Regions from separate parts of the Gossypium hirsutum genome. Here regions 1 and 2 are each linked to region 3. The links are chromatin contacts, called in public Hi-C maps. All regions are on one chromosome and are shown on one strand. Each heading gives the region's core, a stretch centred on a gene start, on an enhancer-like site or on the middle of the called end of the contact. The rest is flanking DNA. Distances are from core to core; before and after follow the strand shown.

The links. Hi-C and Micro-C count contacts between places; a contact is called where the count stands out from the background.
Region 1: a Hi-C map of leaf shows a contact between it and region 3, with 2.6 times the contacts expected there. The contact joins the promoter of LOC107919373 here to the promoter of LOC107948144 in region 3. A contact is called at or near these places in 3 of 34 Hi-C or Micro-C datasets (all in leaf).
Region 2: a contact with region 3 is called in a Hi-C map of leaf, with 4 times the contacts expected there. The contact joins the promoter of LOC107923274 here to the promoter of LOC107948144 in region 3. A contact is called at or near these places in 2 of 34 Hi-C or Micro-C datasets (callus and leaf).

What each region holds. Positions count from the first base shown.
Region 1 is chrA12:82,336,328-82,339,860 of Gossypium_hirsutum_v2.1, reverse strand. LOC107919373 (CBL-interacting serine/threonine-protein kinase 9-like) reads right to left here and starts at 1,767. Exons shown (of 9, transcript XM_041082849.1): 1 at 1,416-1,767; 2 at 472-534; 3 at 308-379. The coding sequence starts at 1,619.
Region 2 is chrA12:82,298,682-82,302,018 of Gossypium_hirsutum_v2.1, reverse strand. LOC107923274 reads left to right here and starts at 1,974. Exons shown (of 1, transcript XM_016853488.2): 1 at 1,974-3,337. The coding sequence starts at 2,173. The coding sequence ends at 3,270. It overlaps LOC107923287 (GRF1-interacting factor 3), which reads left to right. Exons shown (of 5, transcript XM_016853496.2): 3 at 333-409; 4 at 1,008-1,095; 5 at 1,173-1,854. The coding sequence ends at 1,553.
Region 3 is chrA12:82,138,220-82,141,414 of Gossypium_hirsutum_v2.1, reverse strand. It overlaps LOC107948144 (rho GTPase-activating protein 5), which reads right to left and starts at 1,577. Exons shown (of 5, transcript XM_016882615.2): 1 at 953-1,577; 2 at 740-860; 3 at 556-675; 4 at 224-454. The coding sequence starts at 1,380.

The sequences.
Region 1 (3,533 bases), core at 518-3,017, 200 kb before region 3:
GAGTCTGAACGTTTATATTTAATTAATGTCTGTATTGTACTGTACTGATTGGTAATGTCTCATAACCCTATTCCAACGACGGTATGGGGTTAGAGGTCGTTACAAATTATATGTGTATGTTTTTTATCTTTTATATGACACATATAAAAAAAATATCTTTAAAATGATATAATTTACTTCGTATAATAATATTTTAATAATTACTTAATTGAATTGATTAATTTATAACACCCATTTAATAAAGTAATTAATAAAAAAATAATTTTTCCCACTAGTGGATGCTATAAATTAACGACAAAATGCTTACAATTTTGTCAAAAAGCTCTCCACCATCAATATATTCGATCACTATATAAATCTTTGTCTTGCTTGCCGTAACCTATGGATTTAAACAATAAAAATTAAAATAATATAATATAATCTTATCAGTAATAATCTTACATCTATGTTCTAGGGATTAAGATTATTTACCTCGTATATTTTGATTACATTGGGATGCTTGATGAGCTTCATTATTGATATTTCCCTTTTTATCTGTTCCAAATAAAAGCACCCATTCAAGCAAAAAGGAAAATAAAACATCTTGAATGCAATAAAATATGGGATTAATTTTATTCCCAAGATTATCTTAAAAGAATCAAAATTTTAGATTTGTATTTCGTAAATAGATCAAATAGTTTTGGGAAAGCTTATTTTTGTTTAGGATATTCTCTAATTCGATTCGGTTTTAAATTTACTCATAATTCAATATGACAGGTCAAGTAAGAGCTTTAATCCCTCCAAAATACCTTGATTTCTCTGAAATAAAAAATTACTATTTAGCCGCTCATTAATTATGAATAGAAGTTTGAACTTTAAACCCAAAAATATAAAAATTTTATTTAACTTAAAAAAGATATAAAATAAAATTATACTTTTAATCTTTAAAAATTTATAATTTAATTATAAATATCAACACATATTCTTATATCAATTAACAAAGGGTTAATATAAATTTTGACCCTTTAGACTTAGTAAGCAAGTCCATATTAGTATTTGTACTTTTTTTCCATTTTATTACCTAAACTTATAATTAAGTTCATTTTTATCCTTAAATTCGAATTCAACTAAAATTTAATGACATGACACTCTAAGTTAGACCACATTATCACCTAAATGATGTGTTATATCATCATTTTTAAGTTCAAGCATCAAAATAAACCAAAAACTATATAGGAACCAATTAGGACCTAATTGCAAAGGGGCTAAAAATTATATTAAATCCAAATAAAAAGTCACTGGTCCATGCATTTTACGTGGAGGATCATAGCAATGGTCCAACTTTTTGAAATGAGTAGACGTAAGACCCACATTTTATTGACGACCGGCAAACATCTATGTGGTTTTCCATATACATGCAAAGATTATATTTTTACCTGTTCGACAATCCGGCGACGGAGGACTTGTTCACGGTCTAGGATTTTAATGGCGACACACTCGCCGATCTCCACATTTTTAGCGAATTTAACCTTCGCAGAGCTCCACTCACCCAACGTTCTTCCCAGTTCGTACTTCCCCACACGTGTCCTCATCGTCCGTACCTGCCCCGCGGTATTATTACTACTCTTCTTCGTGCTCATTGTCCTGCCTTAAACAATCCGTACAGATTTCCCCTTTTTTAGGGGGGTTCTTTGGCGTGGGGAGAATTGACGAGAGAGAGAAAAAGAGCGGAAATGTGGTGGTGAGGGGGAAGAAAACGGCGGAGGCAACGGCGAAGGAGTGGCAGGAATGATTTGAAGGGAAGCATGGAATTATAGATATCGAGGCATTAGAGGGATTATATTGGTGAGCGGGAAATGTGGGGCCCAGAGGATAATGACGTGGATCCGGAAACATAGTTGTTCCTTCCGTGGCTGCCTTTTTGAATTTACTAACTTAACCCTTCTGATCTTGTCTATTAAATTTAACGAATTTACGTAGAATGGGGCAAAAGACAATTATCCCCTCCCATCATTTCTTTCTTTAAAAGGAAACAAAACACGTGGGTTAACGAGTTTCGTGTTGGAGTGGATTTATTTTTTTGCTTTATTACTTGTCTCGTTTTCCATATTTTAAAAAGTAGAATAAACTATAAAAAATACTCTCTCTTTTTTTCGGATCATATATTAGTTATTTATATTTGAAATGTTATATTTTAATTACTTATATTATTATTTTGTTACAAAATAGTCATTCTATCGTTAAGTTTCATTACCTCCCTAACGACGATATTACATGGTAGTCTAAATGAATTTTAAGTATCAACTCCAAGTGAGATGAGAATAGATTTTTAATTAAATAAATTTAATTAATTAAAAAATTTAAATTAATTACACCTTGAACTGAAAAAGAAAAATCGTTCGTCTCTTTTTTCTTTTAGTTTTCTTTTCTATTTTGACTGAAAAAATTATTCTTATCCAAGTTGGTATTTAAAACTCATTTGGGCTGCCATGTAGGATTGCCGTTAGGGAAGTAATAGAGCCTAACAATGGAATGACTACTTCATAACAAAATGATAACGTAAATGACTAAAACATAATATTTCAAACATAAATAATTAAAATGTAATTTGAGGCAAACAAAAGTGACTATTGTTATGGTTTACTCTAAAAAGTATTTTATTTATTTATAATTCTAAATTGAGAAAAATTAATATTTTTCCATTTTTATCCAATTTGAAATATTATTTTGACTTAATTCCCAATTTAATAATTATTTTTCTCAAATACTTAAATTTTTTTATCTGAAGTATGCAAATGTGAATGTTTTTAGTTGAACAAAAAATTGTTCACACAATAACATTTTTAAAATTTTCAGAACACAAATTTGAAGAAATTATTTTTAGAAATATATATTATTTAAAAATATTTTATTTGAATTAAATAATGTAGTAAAGAGAAAAGGTACCGTTTCTTCCTGTTTCTCATTGACTCCCCCTCTTTAACTAGCAGGAAAGTTAGAACAAATATTAAGGTTTGAGACCCAGCTGATTCCTTTCATCTGTACTGCTCCCATTGACACCAATTCTTCATCTCTTCTCTTATATTTTAAAATTTCTATTCAAAATATTTACTGGAAACCTTCTGGGGATTCAAGTCTCTCAAAGGGTAAAATATTTTAATATAATTTGTTACTCTGTTGAAGAGAATTAAGGTTCATGATAAAATGAACTGATGATGTCCCTATTTAAGAATTTTAAAGTTGAAGATAGAAACAATTTATGTTTAGGGTTGAACAAAACTCGATTTTTTAAAATTTTGATGAAGTGGTCTGGGGCGAAACTAGGGGGCTAGTAGACCTGATCTCCCTAAAATGGAAAACTTTCTATTTAGACTCTTTAAATTTTTTAAAATTTTAAATTAGTAAAGGTAAAATTACACTTTGGCCCCCAAAAAATGATAAAATTTGATTTAATTCTTTAAAAATTATAAAGATATAGGCTATAAAAATAGTGAAATTATATTTTTACTATAGTAAAAATTACAATTTAATTTCAGCCCCTTAAAAAATTTCTA
Region 2 (3,337 bases), core at 725-3,224, 160 kb before region 3:
CTTTAATGCAATGAAATATTTGTTTGAACTCAATGATTTGAAAACAAAAACCGATAGATCTGCTCAAAGGCATACATGAAATCCAGCTATTCTTTCTATTCAGCAACTTCTTATTGAAGGGGCTATCCTTTCCTTGGTTCGGTCCTTTTTTCTGTTGTGCCTAAACTCTAGAAAAACCATATATGGTGTAATGTATGGCTTTACTGTTTCTGTTGTTTTTGTCTGTTTTCGCTATTTGTTGTGTGTATTCACAATATCTTTCACTTAATGCTTAAAAATGGAGTATATTATGATTCATTAAGTTCTTGTATTTTAATTTTCATTCTTACCAGTATCTTGATGAGAATAAGAAGTTGATTTTGGCAATTTTGGACAATCAGAATCTTGGAAAACTTGCTGAATGTGCGCAGTAAGTGATTTATAAATTTCAGTTTCTTCTTTTATCTACCTTAGTGGCGCATGCTGCATCTTTAAGTTAATGTTTGAGGTTTATTATATATGTTTGCTTTAAGTTGGAAGCGGCTTGTTGAAAGTGCTAGATGCTGTAGGATGTATTATGGTTCACATACCTCAAACTGAAGTATTTAATGTTATCGTCAATTAGTTGTAAATTCTTCCTTCCTAGATAATTGTGTGTGTTTTTAGTTGAAAGTGGGACTCGAATTGGGAGTTTCCTAGATCCAAACTGGGATGAGTCTTCTGCGGATATGTCTGAGCCTTGTAATGCATATACGGATGGTAAAATCTCCACTCCAACCAAACCCGATTTGGTTCTTGTTGCCATTTATCTTGCATCAAGAGCATTTATAGAACTAATTAATGATCACTATATTATTTGTCATCTGTATACATTAGCTTGGTTTTTCTGCAAATGTGCTATCAAGGATTCGTGATGGAAACCAAGTTTATTGTATTGGTTTTTCTTTGTATACATCATTCGCACATGCATATATGCTTACATGTGCAATATCTAGGCAGTGTACCTATACAAGATTTTGATGATGTAGGTATCAAGCTCAGCTGCAAAAAAATTTGATGTATTTAGCTGCTATTGCGGATGCGCAACCGCAATCGATGCCAACAATGCCTCCTCAGGTGAGTGTTAAGATAACTTCTTTCTTCTAATCTATCCGCTGCTACACTGCTTCCTGACACATTTTCCATCATCAAAGATGGCACCACATCCTGCAATTCCAACCGGAGGATATTTTATGCAACATCCTCAGGCTGCTGCAATGGCACAACAACCTGGCATGTACCCTCAAAAGGTGCCATTGCAATTCAATAACCCACATCAAATGCAAGACCCTCAGCATCTCCTGCACCAACAGCATCAGCAAGCCATGCAAGGTCAAATGGGAATCAGGCCTGGAGGACCCAATAATGGCATGCATCCCATGCATTCCGAGGCCAGTCTTGGAGGTGGCTGCAGTGCTGGCCCCCCTCAATCTTCAGGCCCAAGTGATGGACGTGCTGGAAACAAGCAAAACCCTGAAACCGGTGCCAATGGACAGGGCAGCACAACCGGCGACAGAGCCGAGGAGGGAAAGTGACTGTGATGGTAGGTTTATTTTACAATAGAATTTGTATTCCTCTGGTAGTCATCTCATAGACTGTTGTAGAATTAAAACCTTCAACTTGCTCTTTAATGTAGCAGTTTAGGTAGTTTAACTCTTGTTGAGAGGTTGTTGGCATGCCAACGAATTAAACAACAGGTTGTTAAGACAACGATGGTTTTGTTGTAAAAGGAGGTGATATATACGAGCATGTGGTCACTACCTCTGAGGCTGTCATTTTGTAATAACCTATAAAAGTTTGCAGCTTGTATCTAAATTGTGATCCAGTTGAAAATTACATTGCTTTTTCCTGGTTTTGCTTTTGTAAATTACTTTGTAAATCCAGGTCATGGTTGTCAAAGTGGAACCTTTCATGTTGAAGAAGCTAAAAATCTGTTGGCTTATCTCATCCATTGTATTCGGCCTTTAGAAATGCATCTTTTAGTAAAAAAGCAAAAAGCAAAACTTCATTGATTGTAAAACAAACGCATCGAGCATGGTAAAATGAGCTATAGATGCTATGTCTCTTAACAATTAAGATTAGAATCAAAGTACAAAGAAGAAAACAAAATCAACTTGAAAATTCTTTAACATATTCTTTAGATGTCAGCTTTCAATGGTGAAAATGAAGCACAAAAATCACTCTCAAAACATTTGGCACGGAACCAATGCTGGAAAAGGAAAGGCCTTTTCTTTAACTTTCTTGTTCTGTGTTTTGATTTTAGAAGACCTGAGCAAGAAAAAGCAAAAACCAGAAACCGCCATGAGAGAAGACCAACAACGCCCTGTTCACCTCCATAACCACCAAAGAAACAAGCTTTTTATAACCACCAAGTTCTTCACTTATACCACCGTGTATGTCATCATCGTCTTGCTCAGTTACACCTTGGGCTACCTCTCTCACTCCTCTCCTCCTGCACCACTACCACCACTTCCTCCGCCGCCTTCTGTCTTTCAACTCGCTAGCTTACCAACCCAACTCGACAACTTCCGAGTCGCCCCTCACTGTTCCAACTCACCTCTCCCACCCCATCTCGTCTTCCCAACGATTCTTCAACGAGTCTTCAAAGGTTCCTCCCCTTACACCGATTTCCCACCACCCCACCTCCGTTCCATCCTAAAACCAAAAAGAATCAGAGGTTGGGGATCTAACGGTGACGTTTTCGAGCACTTAATAAAACGAGTCAAACCCAAACTCATCGTCGAAGTGGGAACTTTCTTAGGCGCGTCAGCTCTTCACATGGTGAACGTGACTCGGAAACTCGGACTCCAAACACAGATACTATGCCTCGACGATTTCCGTGGATGGCCGGGTTTCAGAGACCGGTTCAAATACATTAACGACATAAACGGCGACGTTATGTTGCTTCAACAGTTCATGCAAAATGTGGTTTATTTCAACGCAACCGGGTCGGTTTTACCCGTACCGTTTTCGACAAGATCGGGTCTAGAGAAGCTATGTGAATGGGGAATAATGGCGGATCTATTAGAAATAGATGCGGGTCATGATTTCATATCCGCTTGGGGAGATATAAACGGAGCGTATCGGATATTGAAACCCGGTGGGGTGATTTTTGGGCATGATTATTTTACCGCCGCGGATAACCATGGGGTAAGAAGGGCAGTCAATTTGTTTGCGCAAATGAATCATCTCAACATCCGAACTGATGGTCAACATTGGGTCATTGATACTGCTTTAGTAAGAAATTTTTGATATTTTTATCCATGTAAAAAAGAATGGGAAAACTTTGGGGTTGATTGTGTAATAATGGGATTTACCT
Region 3 (3,195 bases), core at 328-2,827:
GGTCCTAGCCTTCCACTCTGCCACTCTGCCGAGATGAGAGGCCAACAATACTATACTACCCCAAGGGACAGTAATGTTTACTCCAATGTCCACATGTTTAGGCCGTCCATTACTGTCCGAAACAGGGCAGCTGTGAAACACACAAGGTGAACTCACTTCACCAGGCCACTCGCCCCGGTGCAGTTGAACTAGCAAGACCCCTAAATGCAACAAAGAAAAGTACCTGAGTCATATTCGGTGCGAAAACCATCGCGATGTTGCGTGCATTCATTTTGTTGTATTGTTCATACTCCACAACATCTGCCATCAAATTGATAGCCCAATCAAGTAAAGCAGCTTCTGTTGAAGGAAGCAACTTCACAAGCTCAACGCAATCGTCTTCCGTGTTGCAATGCATCACCTGCTCCGGTGTAAGGCAATCGAGCACTCCACTAGGAAGTTCTCTAAACCATGCCTACGAAACATTAATTCGAAACCAGATATGCCGTGAATCGCAAGGCACAAATTCAATCATCACCAAGGTTTAAAACCAGACATGCTTATATATATCTATACCTTTATCAAACCAGCTAAACAATGGACATCGATTCCGTGCGGTAAGATACCTTTGTTTAACTTGTCTCGAACATACTCTTCTTGACTATTTTCGGCATTAATCCGAAATATTCCTTCTGCCTTCAAATGAAACACAATTAAAACATAATTTAGTCATTAAACCAACATAGGCTAAGACTCTTACCTTAAGACCTCCTTCATCATAAAAACAACTCTGCATCATAAGAAGAATTGTTGGCAAACTATTCCCTTTATCATCATAAGAACACTGCATTGACTTAGGAGAAACCCCAAAAACACTTGCACTGTAAACATGCAATAAACAGAAACAGATCAATTGAGTTCTTAGAATCCATAACCAGAACTTTCATGGATCCAAGGCTTTGAAGAAACAAACCTGGCACTAGGAACCTTTGAGGGAACATCAGGTTGGAGTTCAGTAGGTAAGCCGAGGAAGCCATTAAAGCAGTCGAAAGTAACATGAGAGACATGCTTGACATCAGTTGGTAAGCTAATATCCATGGAAGATATGTCGTTGGTGTCCACACTGCAAGTGACTAATGACTTCCTTAACAACGCTGCTAATATATCCACAAACGGGAATTGGTTGTTGTCTCGTCGTCCTCCATGACTACAACCAAATTTCGATTTCGAGCTTATCAATGGCGTCGTAGCAATAGGGTTCATCCCATCTTCTGCAAAATCTTCTTCTTCTTCATGATCGTCATTCGTCTTGGTTTGGTGAAAGAATGGACTCGGAGCAGCATGGTTTAACTCACTGAGTCCGAGCAGTCCACAAGATTTGGATCGAAACAACCCAGCCATCGTTCTCTCTCATCCAAAATCTTACGTTAAAATATGTATTATATATGAGAAAATGAAAATAACAGCTCTTATTAATTATAAAAATGCATTAAAATTCAACTTAAATTAGAGTGTACATATATATACATATATATTCACTTCTTGTCCCCCACAGTACAGTCACATGGGCACATGGCAAGGTTTCTTTTTTTGTCTCAAATCTGAAGCTTTTATGGGTGCTTTCTACCCTACTAATAAGCTGTCATTGCAGAAAGACAGTTTCAAGAGTACCATTAAAAAAATATATTTGAAAAAAAAATCCTTTTTTGTAATATATACACATAAGGTCCCATTAAACATCTGTTCTTTAGGCTAAATTATGTTATTAGTCTCTGAACTTAACAAAAATTGTGAATTTAGTCCTTTTACTTTTTAAATTTTAAAGTTTCAGTCCTCACCAAAAGAATAACTATTAAATCCATTATGTTATATTCTATTATTTTTAAAATTTGATGTGGCAAATATATTATCATATGTGTAATACCATGTCAACTTGTTATTTCCTCATTATTCACTAAAAATCCAGTTAATGGATTAATGACCATCATTTGTATCAAGATTGAAATTGTAAATTTCGAAAAGTATAGAGACTTAGAATTGTACAATTGGAGAATATAGACTAATCTACAATTGTACGCATAGTGCTAGACTAGTAATTGAATTTAACCAAATAAATTTAATTCTTATTATTTGGGTGATGACTAAAATTTCAAAATTTTAAAAATATAAGGACTAAAATTGACTAATTTAAAAAGTATAAGAACTAAATCTACAATTTTTTATAAAATAAAGTGAGTGATAGCAAAATTTAACCTTTCTTTTATACGACACCTTCAATGTCCCATAGTTACATAAAACCTTTGAATTCAAAGTTAAATCAAATTAGATTTGGGGACCAAATTTGTTCCACTGCTATTTTCTTCATTCCTAAAACTTAAATTCAATACTTTACTTAAAAAGTATCTAGCTTTGATCAAACAAAATAGGTAAAAGTGCAATGGAGGCCCTTATACTATAAGTCAGATTATATTTTTTTCCTTTTACTAAAAAAAGAGCAAATTAGCTCCTATACGTTAAATTAAAAAGCAAACGGATCCTTCTGTTAAAAATTTCATCTATTTATAATTTTAAAATTTGATCCCTATACATTAGAATGAGGTACACTAAGCATGCCACTTGTAATTGTTTGGTTATATTCCGTCAGCCATGTCAATTGTTAACAACAGAAATAGATTGAAATTTCAATAGAATTGACCAAATTACTTTTTAATCTACCGTTTTTTAAATACAGGAACACAAATTGTAATCTAAACAACTAATAGAGGAATTCTATAGCACTTTTACCAATCTTTTAATATAAAAGTGGATGGAAAAGCCTGTTAAATAGTTCTGAACAGATAGACATGGTAAAGAGTTTTGTACTTTTAAGAACCAAGTTTTGTGAAAGCAAGGGAGGTAAAAGGCAGACATGGAAAGGGTAGCTACCGGTTAATTAAATACACCATGACCATGCAGCGGCAAATACGACGAGACACGTGAACAATGAACACCTACCATGCAGATATAGTCCCACCGCCTGATGTTGATCCGACGGTTCCTGGTCCCACATCCCTAATCTTGTCTGAACTGGAAAGTGGAATGCTTTTTACACTTCACATGTCTACTGTTGCATTTGCAGTTTGCAATTTGCATGCACAGGTATAGACACATTTGCTGGGGGTTCTAAATGTTCTGACTTTTGTTTTAAGTCCCCGAAGCTTTGATTTTGGTGATCAA